Linked DNA regions of Mus musculus: all the other regions are linked to region 1. A link is a contact called in public Hi-C, HiCAR-type and HiChIP or PLAC-seq data. All regions are on one chromosome and are shown on one strand. Each heading gives the region's core, a stretch centred on a gene start, on an enhancer-like site or on the middle of the called end of the contact. The rest is flanking DNA. Distances are from core to core; before and after follow the strand shown.

The links. Hi-C and Micro-C count contacts between places; a contact is called where the count stands out from the background. HiCAR-type assays count read pairs that join an accessible place to other places. HiChIP or PLAC-seq counts read pairs in DNA pulled down with a chosen protein or histone mark.
Region 2: a contact with region 1 is called in a Hi-C map of B cells, with 10 read pairs. The contact joins the enhancer-like site here to the promoter of Mphosph10 in region 1. A contact is called at or near these places in 3 of 39 promoter capture datasets (the C10 cell line and pre-B cells), 2 of 484 Hi-C or Micro-C datasets (B cells and CD4 T cells), 3 of 115 datasets of contacts at active chromatin or transcription factors (embryonic stem cells and large pre-B cells) and 1 of 9 other capture datasets (adipose tissue).
Region 3: a HiCAR-type map of astrocytes shows a contact between it and region 1, with 3 times the contacts expected there. The contact joins the enhancer-like site here to the promoter of Mphosph10 in region 1. A contact is called at or near these places in 2 of 39 promoter capture datasets (the 3T3-L1 cell line and trophoblast stem cells), 1 of 484 Hi-C or Micro-C datasets (embryonic stem cells) and 3 of 115 datasets of contacts at active chromatin or transcription factors (astrocytes, embryonic stem cells and stem cell-derived neural progenitor cells).
Region 4: a contact with region 1 is called in an H3K4me3 HiChIP or PLAC-seq map of forebrain, with 10 times the contacts expected there. The contact joins the enhancer-like site here to the promoter of Mphosph10 in region 1. A contact is called at or near these places in 11 of 39 promoter capture datasets (the 3T3-L1 cell line, 3T3-L1-derived adipocytes, cranial neural crest and 7 more), 9 of 484 Hi-C or Micro-C datasets (cerebral cortex, cochlea, cortical neurons and 6 more), 17 of 115 datasets of contacts at active chromatin or transcription factors (VIP interneurons, astrocytes, craniofacial prominence and 11 more) and 1 of 9 other capture datasets (adipose tissue).

What each region holds. Positions count from the first base shown.
Region 1 is chr7:64,390,902-64,393,601 of GRCm38.p6, reverse strand. Mphosph10 (M-phase phosphoprotein 10 (U3 small nucleolar ribonucleoprotein)) reads left to right here and starts at 1,366. Exons shown (of 11, transcript NM_026483.2): 1 at 1,366-1,496. The coding sequence starts at 1,408. It overlaps Mcee (methylmalonyl CoA epimerase), which reads right to left and starts at 980. Exons shown (of 3, transcript NM_028626.2): 1 at 759-980. The coding sequence starts at 804.
Region 2 is chr7:64,010,580-64,013,279 of GRCm38.p6, reverse strand. Gm32633 (predicted gene, 32633) reads right to left here. Exons shown (of 6, transcript NR_169109.1): 4 at 1,499-1,631. Among named protein-coding and RNA genes, the nearest start is that of Gm32633, 25 kb to the right of the region's middle. Within about 2 kb of position 1,324, at least 172 of the 459 cell types and tissues checked have an H3K27ac peak or open chromatin away from gene starts, as enhancers often do. A contact at or near this core is called in B cells and adipose tissue, where this site is marked.
Region 3 is chr7:64,839,095-64,841,794 of GRCm38.p6, reverse strand. The region is part of intron 3 of Fam189a1 (family with sequence similarity 189, member A1); the gene reads left to right. Among named protein-coding and RNA genes, the nearest start is that of Nsmce3, 33 kb to the left of the region's middle. Within about 2 kb of position 1,349, at least 123 of the 459 cell types and tissues checked have an H3K27ac peak or open chromatin away from gene starts, as enhancers often do. A contact at or near this core is called in astrocytes, embryonic stem cells, stem cell-derived neural progenitor cells and 1 more, where this site is marked.
Region 4 is chr7:64,727,167-64,729,866 of GRCm38.p6, reverse strand. All of the region lies in intron 6 of Apba2 (amyloid beta (A4) precursor protein-binding, family A, member 2), which reads right to left. Among named protein-coding and RNA genes, the nearest start is that of Nsmce3, 140 kb to the left of the region's middle. Within about 2 kb of position 1,391, at least 29 of the 459 cell types and tissues checked have an H3K27ac peak or open chromatin away from gene starts, as enhancers often do. A contact at or near this core is called in cerebral cortex, cortical neurons, forebrain and 2 more, where this site is marked.

The DNA of each region.
Region 1 (2,700 bases), core at 117-2,616:
GACGAGGAATTTTGTGATTGACTGGAAAGGCTAGAGGGTTCCACAAAAACCAAATTCAACCTAAGAGCAGACTTGGAAAGATGACTAGTTTCCACAGGTGAGCAGACAGAACTCTCCAGGCCTTCCAGTTCATTCGCCTAACACCCTTTAAGCATGCTAGCTAATGGATTTGTCACAATTGTAGCAGAGTAACTCTGGAACCATACTGCCGTATATTTTCTTCCAGGTAGACAATCTCAGACTGAGGGTAGTAACTGCCATCATGAAGAAAGAAGAAAATGGAAGAGAAAGTGAGACAGGCGGGAAAGTTGGGCATCTGTCACCAAGATTCTGCTTATCGATAAAAGAGATGGAGGTCGAAAGAATTCAAGGAACTTACAAATCCTTCCGCTTGTTCCTTTCCTGCTCATGTCAGATGAAAACATTTAGTGTGGTACGTGTGTAAAACAGGCTTGGAGTCACTTTCAGGACTCGCCACTTTGCTCTTTTCTCCTATCTCTTAGAGCACACATATAATAAATAACTCAAGTCCCCTCTAGATTTACTGCAAGTCCTGACTTGCTGTGTTCCTAGGCAGATTACCTGTTTGGTCCACGTTTGCCAAGGGCAACCCCTGTGCACAGAGGACAATAAGGAACTCCCGTGCTAAGAGAGTGCAGCTCCGGGAGCCCAACACTTCAGACCCAGGCCTTGGCCACCCGCGGCCTCCCGTCCAGCGTGCCCCGCACCCGGAGCCCCTGATGGTGCCCCGTATTCACCTGTAGCGCCCGCAGCCAACGCGGCGGCCTTCACTACACGCCTCATGTCCAGAAGCTACAGGCTTGCACAGCGACCTAGGGCAGAGACAACTGGGAGAGTGGGCAGGGGGCGGGGACTGAGGCCCGGGGCGTGTCAAAGCTGAAGTGGGCGTGGAAACGGGGCAGGGACGGGGCGCGAGTCCGGGGTGCCCAATACCCTTCAGGGAGCTAGACCGCTGAAGAGAGCTGGGCGAGCAAGGGGCGGGGCGTGAGACCTGGGGCGGGGTCACGAGACGCGGAGCTTGACTGACGGCGGGACGAGCGGGGGAGTGGCGGGTGCGGCGTGAAGCGACCTTCTTTTTCGTTACATTAAAATACTTATTGTATCGAATGCAAAAGCAGAAAGCAATCACGCGACACCACTGTGGTCTTAGAAATACAAAACATTTGGAGAAAGTGCCAAGGCGCTTGAGATGACCAATGGCTCTTTTCGGTGGTCTGCCCCACCCCTACGCATGCCCAATAGAAGTGTTTGCGGCTATAGGCCGGAACCTGTGTGTGGCGGAACTTTAGGCTCTGAGCTTCAGGTTGCATAAGGCGTGTGTTTGGCGTACTGCTTCCGGCCGGCCGGCCGGCTCGCAGCACTCGCGTGGTGCCGTAGTGTGTAGCTATGGCGCCTCGCGTGTTTCGTCGACAGACTCTGGAACGGTGTCTGAGGGAAATCAGGAAAGCCACCAACCGACCGGAGTGTTTCCTCACGTAAGTACAGATCCAGGTCTGGGAGAGAGCAGCGCGCATCTCACCGGTGCTGGGCGGGCCAGCATATGGCAACTTCTGAAAGCCAGGAAGGGAAAGTACAGGTCGCTTAGCCCCAACTTCAGACAGTTTTTGCTCCGTTGGCCTGTCAAAATGCTAAAAGTAAAAGCGGCTCGGTGCAGATTTCCTAGTTGTGGGCTATTGCACTAAGCCCAGTTATTCGCGTCCAGAGAGGCTCATTGAGGGCGGAATATGCTTTCTGAATTTGTCCCCAAAATACACACTGAAAGTACGTACTTGTTGCTTGTCAATGCATTTTCATGACTTGTGGTGGAGACCCACAGCCAGACAGTAGACGAAGCTCGGAGAAGCCCGCAGAAGAGGGAGGAGGGGTGACTGTAGGAGCCATAGGGGTCCCAGGACACCACAAGAACATGGCCCACAGAATCCACTAACCAGGGCTCAGGGAGGGGCCCACAGAGACTTTACTGGCTATCAAGGAGCCTGCGCTGGTTAGCGCTGGGTCCTCTGCATATATATTGTGATTGTTAAGCTTGGGATTTTTGTGGAACTTGTAGCAGTGGCAGTAGGCTCTTGGAGCTCTTGTACCCCTGCCGGATTGCCTTGAAATGAGGGGTTGTGTTTGGTTGATATCTCTGGAAGCCTACTTTTTCTGAAGAGAAACGGAGGAGTACTGTGGATCTGGAGGAGGTGAGGAGGGAGAAGAGGCTGCAATTGGGATGCTTTGTAGGAAAGAAAAATAAATTTAAAAAAAATAGGAGAGACTTCTTTCTTCCCAGCACTTTGATTAAGTTCTGTAAAATTATGACTCTGACTTATTATTTTTTAAATATTTTTTATTATTACGTATTTTCCTCAGTTACATTTAGAATGCTATCCCAAAAGTCCCCCATACCCTCCCCACTACTTCCCTACCCACCCATTCCCCATTTTTTGGCCCTGGCATTCCCCTGTACTGGGGCATATAAAGTTTGCGTATGACTCTGACTTATAATGAAAATCTTAGCAACAGTATCACAGACTCATTGTGTCCAAAATAGAGCTCCTTACCCCCTCCTGTACTCTTCTCTCCCCTGAAGTCATTTCCCTGTTTCCATTACGTTTACGGCCCCACGAAAAGGCAGTTCTATCATTTCATTTATTTAGATTCAGCTAGTCTGCTTCCTTGATGCTTTCATTTTTCTCT
Region 2 (2,700 bases), core at 75-2,574, 380 kb after region 1:
AGAAGGGGTTGAAGGAATCTAAGAGCTAGCAGATAAGGAGGTATGCTGTGAAGTGCTGTCATCTCTACACAGCATGGCACTGCACCTATGAGCTCTCTGCCATGATAGCTATCTGCACAAGATCAGTCAACTCTGTGTGTGTGTGTGTGTGTGTGTGTATCTTTGTGTATGTGCCTGTGTGTGTGTGTGTGTATCTCTATGTGTGTATGTGTCTGTGTATATATGTATCTGTGTGCCTGTGTACATGTGTGCCTGTGTGTGTCTCTCTCTGTGTGTATGTATCTCTGTGTGTATGTCTGTGTATGTCCATGTATATCTGTGCCTATGTGTATCTGTGTGTGTGTTTCTGTGTGTATCTGTGTCTGTGCATATGACTGTGCATCGTGTGTGTGTGTGTGTGAGCAAGTGTGTGTGTGTGTGTGTATAAAAAGTGAGTGAGAAAGAGAGCACATTCTGTAGGAAGGGAATGCTGGGAGGTACCTTGTAGAAGTGGGAGAGAAGGGAAGAAGACCTGGGAGTGGGTCTGATCAAGACACATTGTTTATATGTACAGATTTTCAAAGGATGAAAGTTTTTTGGTTTTTGGTTTTTTGCTTTTTTTTTTTTTTTTTTTTTGGTTTTTCGAGACAGGGTTTCTCTGTATAGCCCTGGCTGTCCTGGAACTCACTCTGTAGACCAGGCTGGCCTCGAACTCAGAAATCTACCTGCCTCTGCCTCTCAAGTGCTGGGATTAAAGTCATGCGCCACCACTGCCCAGCGAAAGATATTCTTTATAGAGACAGGGAGAGAAGAATTTTTCTCAAATAAGCTACAAAGTGAAAACCCACATTTGTGATTTTCCTCTGACCTTCCCAGGCATGTCCTGCCATGTGCCGTATGTGCCCACGTGCACACAGGCACAGACACAAACACGCACGCACACATTCACACTGAGAACAATAAAAGGGAGGGGGTAGATCCCTCAGCCCTTCCACCATCCGAAGACTCTGAGACAAGCACCAACTACAAAACAGGAAGCCTACAGTAGAATCATCGCTCACCAGTGCCCCAGGCCCCAGCAGTGTGCAGGTTAAATCCCTGCTGTTTATAAGTTAAGTTAAGCTGGGTGGGGTCTGAGATAGTCTGTCGCAGTAGCACCAATTACCCAAGACATGGGTATGTGCTCTTCCTACCCTAGCAGCAGAAGCACACACACACACACACACACACACACACACACACACACACACACAGCCTTCTTCCTTTGCTTCTCCAGCCCTCTCCTCTCAGCAACTCTTTCATCATCCGGCCTCCGCACTCTCTCTGTAGCCAGTTCCCATGTGAGGCAATCGGGCACTGACTGTTTTTCCTGAGCAGACACATACTGACTGACTCAGGGAACAGACCACAGAGCTGGATCTCTGCGGCTGGGCTCGCTCTTCTCCTCTTTGACCATGCACGTGGAGATGAACTCATTGACCATGGGAAACGAGGCACTGGGTAGTCCTTTGATTATTACCTACAGTTGCTCGGGCAGAAGTACCAGAAAAGGCGAGGCTTCGGGACAGGAAGTTGCCACTGTATTCAAATGTTATGGTAAAGCTGGTGTCTGTGAAGATTGTGTGGGCGACTTCTGACTTCCCTCTAAGAAACTGTGAAGGAAAGATAAAGAGGGCAATGACCAAAGCAACAGCAACAGTGAGGAAGGGGAGGAAAGGAGAGAAAAGGAGAAAAGAAAGAAAAGCAAACAGAGGTGACCATAGTAAAATTAGAAACTCATGTTTAAAGATTTATTAATAGATTAAAAGCTGAGGCTGGGGAGAAGGCTTGGTGATAAAGTGCCTGCTCTCTGTGTGAGGATCTTAGTTTAGTTCCTCAGTTCCCACAGAAAAAGCCAGGGCTGGTGGTTGTGTATGTAGCACGGCCTCAGATGTCAGAGTCAGAACCAGATGGAGCCCCTGGGCTTACTGGGAAGTCTGTCCATCTGAAAAAGTGAACTACAGGTAAGTGAGAGAAGCCATCTCAAAAATCAAAGTAAGGAGCTACAGGGAAAGACACCTAACATTGACCTCTGGCCTCCATATGGCGTGCATGGGCCACTATACCATATAGACCAAGAAAGAAGGAAAGGAAGGAGGAAGGGAGGGAAGGAATGAGGGAGGAAAGGAGAAAGGGAGGGAGGGAGGGAGAAAGGAAGAAAAGAAGGACAGAAGAATGGAAGGAAGGAGAGAAGGAAGAAGGCATGCATACATGTACAACTTGGGGGCGTGTAGAATATTTACAAAACACATCCAAATAAAGGGCTGATGTCTACAATATGTAAAGAGGTCTTTAGAATCAATAAGAAGATTGTAGAAAAGCTGAGGACACAGTTGAGTGGTAAAGCACTCACTTGGCATAAATGAAGTCTTGGGTTTGGGCCCAGAACCATAAAAGGGAGTGGAGAAGCAAATACTTCAACGGGGAAAGAAAACATTAAAGGCTTAAGTGGAAACTTCATGAAAGAACATCTCTGAATGGCTAACAAATCTGATAGGGAACTCAACCCCATTTCTTCAAGGAAGAATTTAAACTACAGTGTATCATCGTGAGACCATCTCATCCACAACACTTCATGAAAAGAGAGTCAGGCAAAAGCACATGCTGGCAAGGATCCTGAGAGACTGGGGCATGGCTCGCAAGAGTGTAAACTGGTATGGATCTTTAGGAAACAATCAATCT
Region 3 (2,700 bases), core at 100-2,599, 450 kb before region 1:
GTAGATTCGGCATGAGTTTGGCATCTGGGGCAGAAGACCAGGTTCCTGCCATGGGCATAGCTCTCCAGCTGCTCGTCAACAACCCCAGACTTCAGATCTCTCAGACAACTAAGCCTCTGCCTTTCCTCAGCCTGGAGGAACCATGAGGCCCCCATCTTTCTCTTTCTAAAATTGTCAGCTCTGGGGCTACACCATTCTCACTTGCCTGCTCGCCTGTCCTCTAAGCTGCTGCTCCCAAATCTCCTCATGTCTGTATCCAACACGGGGTGATGACAGAGCTCAGGAAACATTTGCTGAGTGGTGATCTGGACAGAATATTCATGGCCAATGCTGTGCGACAGTCCAGCAGGTGGCTGAAGCTGCCTAATTAGTTCCATGGGTCGATTGTGGGTTTTTTTTTCAGAGCTAACCATTTCCATGATCCACTTCCTTTATAGACCGCCGCTGGGGATGTCAGGAGCATAGGAGGGGCGCTCAGTGGCACATCTCGAGGAGGACCTTAATCTTGAGACTGCCTTAGTTTATCCAGAGCCTGTTAGTTTCTTCTGCAGGTTCATAGCAGCATTTACTACCAGTGCTCTCAGCTCTGAATACATCCAGTAACCAAGCCAACACCAATTACATAGCCACATCCTTCAGAAGAGCCTGTCAGTAACCAGGGAAACCCTGATTTAGCTTCATGACTCTGAATAGTAAATTAGAAAAGGACACAGCCTCAGGCTGGGGCAGTTAGACAGGTCTGGCTCTGAAAGTAAAGGGAGGCTTGACTGACGTGCACAGTGCTCCGGAGGTCTTGCTAGCCTTTGTTTCATGGTGGATTTTAGAAGTGCTAAAGTTTTTCTGGTTTTGCTTTTTGTTGTTTTTTAATGGTTTAGTATACCAACCACTGGTCAGGAGCAGTCTTGGCTTCTTTTGGCCTCATGAGAAATTTAGAGCTTGATTTCCACTGGTACCTTGTTATAATGATACCTACTTTGTTTTCTCCCCTGAGAATATGATTCTATTTTACTTTATCATCAAGTGAATTTGCCTTGTTGTGAACAAATAGATTTCACGGCAAAAGGGATGACTCAAAAGTTGATTCCAAGCTCAAAAGTTTCCTTGCAGAGGAAATACCCCCTAACAAAATAAATATAGTAACAACACAGTAACCCAGCAACAGTTCCAGGTAAGTGTTTCTCAGTATGCTGCCCAGATGGGCTATCTCCTGCTCATTGGACTGGTTCGTTCTGACCCATGGAGGGCCCCCATATCCAGCATGCTCCTGGTTCAAAGACAATGCTCTGACTCCCCTACCCCAGAAAAATCTCATGTTCCAACAGGGGGCAGTGTTAGGCAAATTGCTACCAGGAGAGAAGGACAGAAGGTGGGGAGAAGTGTGGTGGGGGAGGGGAAGGGGCGGGGAGCAGAATGTGTGTAGATAAGGGGCGTCTAAGCAGGTGGCCTGTGAATCGCGGGTCCACAGGTGTCTGGGAAAGGCCCGGGGCAAACTTGTGTGGTCTCGGAATTGAAGGGAAGGCCTTGTAGCCACCGCTGGAAAGAAGCGCTGGAGCTGAGGTGCCGGGCGTGTGCAGCTGTGACCTAGCTGAGTCTGGTCTTGGCTTCCTCACCAGGTCCTAGGTCCCCTTGTACTTTTGCGGTGCTTGTCGGGCAGCGCGCTCAGTAGGCCGCCCTCTGGTGGGTTTTCTTCTCTGTGATTCTAGGGCTGGGACACTAAGATCCTTCTGTCTCTAGCCAGCACCAGATGCATAATTAGGAGGCGTGTCTGTGACTGTCAGCCTCCCTCTCACAGCTGCTCCGGGGAGGACAACGGAGGAACTCAGAGGGTAACTCCCTTTCCGCTTTGCAACAGGAACTGGGATAAATCTGTTAGCATTCCAGGGAGCCCACATCACCCTGTGTGGTCCAGCTCACACCTGTTAGCCTGGATTTATCTGGTCTTCCAAGTTTCTGGCTGGTTGCCTGTGGCTTTGGACTTTGCTTAACTCCCGCTGGGACTTCATCCCCATCCGTCCTCTGTCAGCTGAGTGCTCTCCAGAGAGTGTCTACCTGTCGGGATCTATGGGATGTAGTGGGGTGAGAAGCTCCCCATTCAGGGTTTTGGGAGATGCTGCAGGTATAGGGTGATGTTGCCTTTCTCTCTACCTCTCCCAGACACTGCTGTATTCAGGCCTTCTGGAGAGGAGGGTGTTTAACAGGGGCCTTTTATAATTTACTTTCTAATTTTATTTTATGTGTGGGTGTTGTGTTTGTATGCATGTCTGTGCACCACATGCCTGCTTGGTGCTGGAGGAGGCCAGAAGAGGGTGTCAGATTCCCATGGATCTGGAGTTGCTTGCTGATGGTTGTAAGTCACTATGTGGGGGGCTGGGAAACGGACCAAGGACCCAGGAAGAGCATCAAGACAGTAGAACTGTCTCTCTACTCCCTTGAACGAGGCTTTAATGCTTGTTGGAATGTTTATGAGAGAGGTGGAGGTGGAGGAGGAGAGGGAGACCCCTCATTGTGTGGAGTCATGGCTCATTTTTAGACCGCATGAAACTGACATCCAGGCTCTATAACTGACACAGCCCTATATTGCGTCTGTCTCCCTGGGTCCCTCAGTGTGTCAGGGAAGGAGAGGTGTCTACTGCCAGGGCAATGTGCTTGGAGAGTGGACTTGACTTGTCAAGAGTAGAGTGAAACTCACAGTCTCTTCGA
Region 4 (2,700 bases), core at 142-2,641, 340 kb before region 1:
CTTCCCTGCTGGAAGCAGCCTTTGTTTGCAGCTTATTTAGCGAGCCTGCTGTCCTGTGCAGAGTTCTTGTGCTCTCTGTGTGGTCCTGGGGTATGCACTTGGACCTGCAGCTTCTTGTCAGCTCTGTGGACAGGGAAGTGCTGAGGTCTTATGGAGCTGTACCCGGTATCACACATCTCTGCCATGCTACCAGGGTGGGACAATAAATCCTGCGTGTAAGGAGTGGGCAGAGGCTGCCAGCACGCCAGCCAAGTCCGTTATATCTCCTGAGCACCAAACCTTCCCACTTCTGCCTGGGTGCCCCAGGGTATGGTTGTGGGGCTGGAGCACAGAGCCAAATGAGTAGAACTTTGTGTAGCTGGGAGGCCCCAGGTGCACTGCTTTGTCTGACTCACCAGCCCTGTGTGACAGCAGGGTCCCGGCCATCAGTCATTTACAGTTCCATGAAACCAACCTCATTATCCCATTTTATGAGAAGGGCCATGTTAAGCAAGGTCAAATGGCTTTCTCCAAATCAGTATCCTGCCTGTGAGGACTTGTGATGTCCTAAAACATGGCTCACTGGCCAGAGGGTGAGGCTGACAGCAGACCACAGGACAACAGAAACTCATCAGGAAAAATTGTGGTGCACACCAGGAAGGGAAGGTGTGGCCTCAAAAGCTAAAGGAACAGGAGGAGACTGCCTGTGAGTAGAAGGGATCAGCATGCCAAAGAGAACCTTCTAGGCTAAGGCAAGAGCAGGCACAAAGGTCCTGGGGTCACAGAGAGAGAACCAATTCAGAAGGACCAAAGGATGCCCAGTTGACCTGATGCAAGGAATGAGTCAGCAGTTGGAATAAGTCAAAGTGTAAAGTAAACACTGGCCAGATGTGAGAACTCTGGAGCCATTCCAGAGACTGTCATTTCAGGTTACCAGCCGGGGACATGGCCCAACTGCACCACTTCCTCTAGAGAGACAAACAACCGAGAGGAAGAACAGAAAGCTGCTAAGTGGGTGAGCGGCCACTGCAGTGGTCCAAGCAAGCAAGAGATGGTGTAGACCAGGAAGATGATGGGGGTTGAAAGATCTAGTCAAAATTTGCACTGAATGTGAAGTGAGGTTGGGAGGGATGACTGGGGTGTCTACTTACTATGAGGGGTCCCTTGGCAAAGGACTGGCTTCTGGAGTGAGGATTTTGGACCATTAGCTGCAGGAGCCAGGACACCTTCCAGGTACAGCTCAGGAGGACGCCCACGTTAGACGAGAGATTAAGAATGAGCTTTGAGGGGTGCCAACTGAAGCTATGGGCATGGGTGAGTCACTGCGAGGAGGACATGGGGCAAGGGGGTGGAAGGAGGCCCCAGGAACTAGCTTTGCCAGGCATCATGACGAGAAGGGGCTTAGAGAGAGACACAGGCCCATCTGTACCCGGCTGGCAGGAGGCCATCTACAAGGGGCTCCCATGTACTGGGCATCCTGACAAGTCAGCCAGCGGTGACCTTGGAGCCATTTCAAGGAATAGCAGGTGGGAGCCAGCCCATGGGGTGAAGCACGTGGGCAGGGACAGACTGTGAGCCATTCCCCAGTTCTGGCTCCAAGGAGAAAAAGAGGATTGCAAGTGTGCAGAGATATGAGACAGACAGATGGATACAGTGGGAGGGAGAGGGGGGTAGAGAATAGGCCTCAGATCTTGTGAGGACTATGGTACAGAGGGACAGACACCTGTTTCCACAGCCTCAGAAAGGCCACCCATCTGATGTGTCATTCTGGGGGGAGGGGTGTGTTACTCTTTTAAGTCCACATACCAGGGTAGCCACCCAGGTCAATGAAAAGCCAATCCATGAGAAGGAGCCCCTAAGTGTGGAAGGAATCGCTTCCAGGCTGGCTGGGAAGGCTCTAAGGCCTACTGTGCTCTCCTGTTCACACCAGCTTATTCCAGAGCAAGGCTCAGCTCTGTAGCAGCTCCTTCCTCCAAGAAGCCCCCTGAACACAGTGGCCTCAGCTACTAACAGATGGCGCTACCTGTAAATCCAGGCCTGAGACAGGCAGGACTGTCGTGGACAGGGACAAGTCACAGTGATACAGTGTGGTACTTTAGAATACAGTGAGTGACAAGGGTCAGTGGCTGCAGAAGGAGGAGAAGCCTTGGCAGAGGAGAAAAGATCAGGGCCTAGTGCAGGTCAGTCTCCAGCTCTGCCAAGGACACCCTAGTATTAGCCTGTATCCGGGTGGATGACTTCTAAGAAAAAAGGATAATAAATTAAAAATAAAACCTGGACAAACAGGAAGGGGCATTTTCTGTGGCACTGTTTGTGAACGCAAAATCCTGGGAGCTCCCCGGGCACAGCCATCCTACACTGGGGTCTGATGGAGCAGCCTGGAAGGTGACTAGAGCCATGCGGGACCTGAGTGAGTGGCTAGGACCGGTGTTTAGGAGAAAGGCGTGGTGGAGAGAGGAAACCTAAATTCTCTGCCTCTCACTGAAAGAGGGGAGAGAAGCTGACAATGATGGTACATGAAACATTAACCATTGCATAAACCAAGTATGTAAAGAAACATCGAATGACCCCCCCATAAGACCCTATATGAAACTTAAAAAGACTATGCTACTAACTATGTTAAATGTTATATATGGCTGTCTATATGGGGAAGGCTTCTACAGAGAAGGTAAGAGGGAAGCAGCCGGGACTGAACACCTTTATGCATGCCCTGTGTTGTGT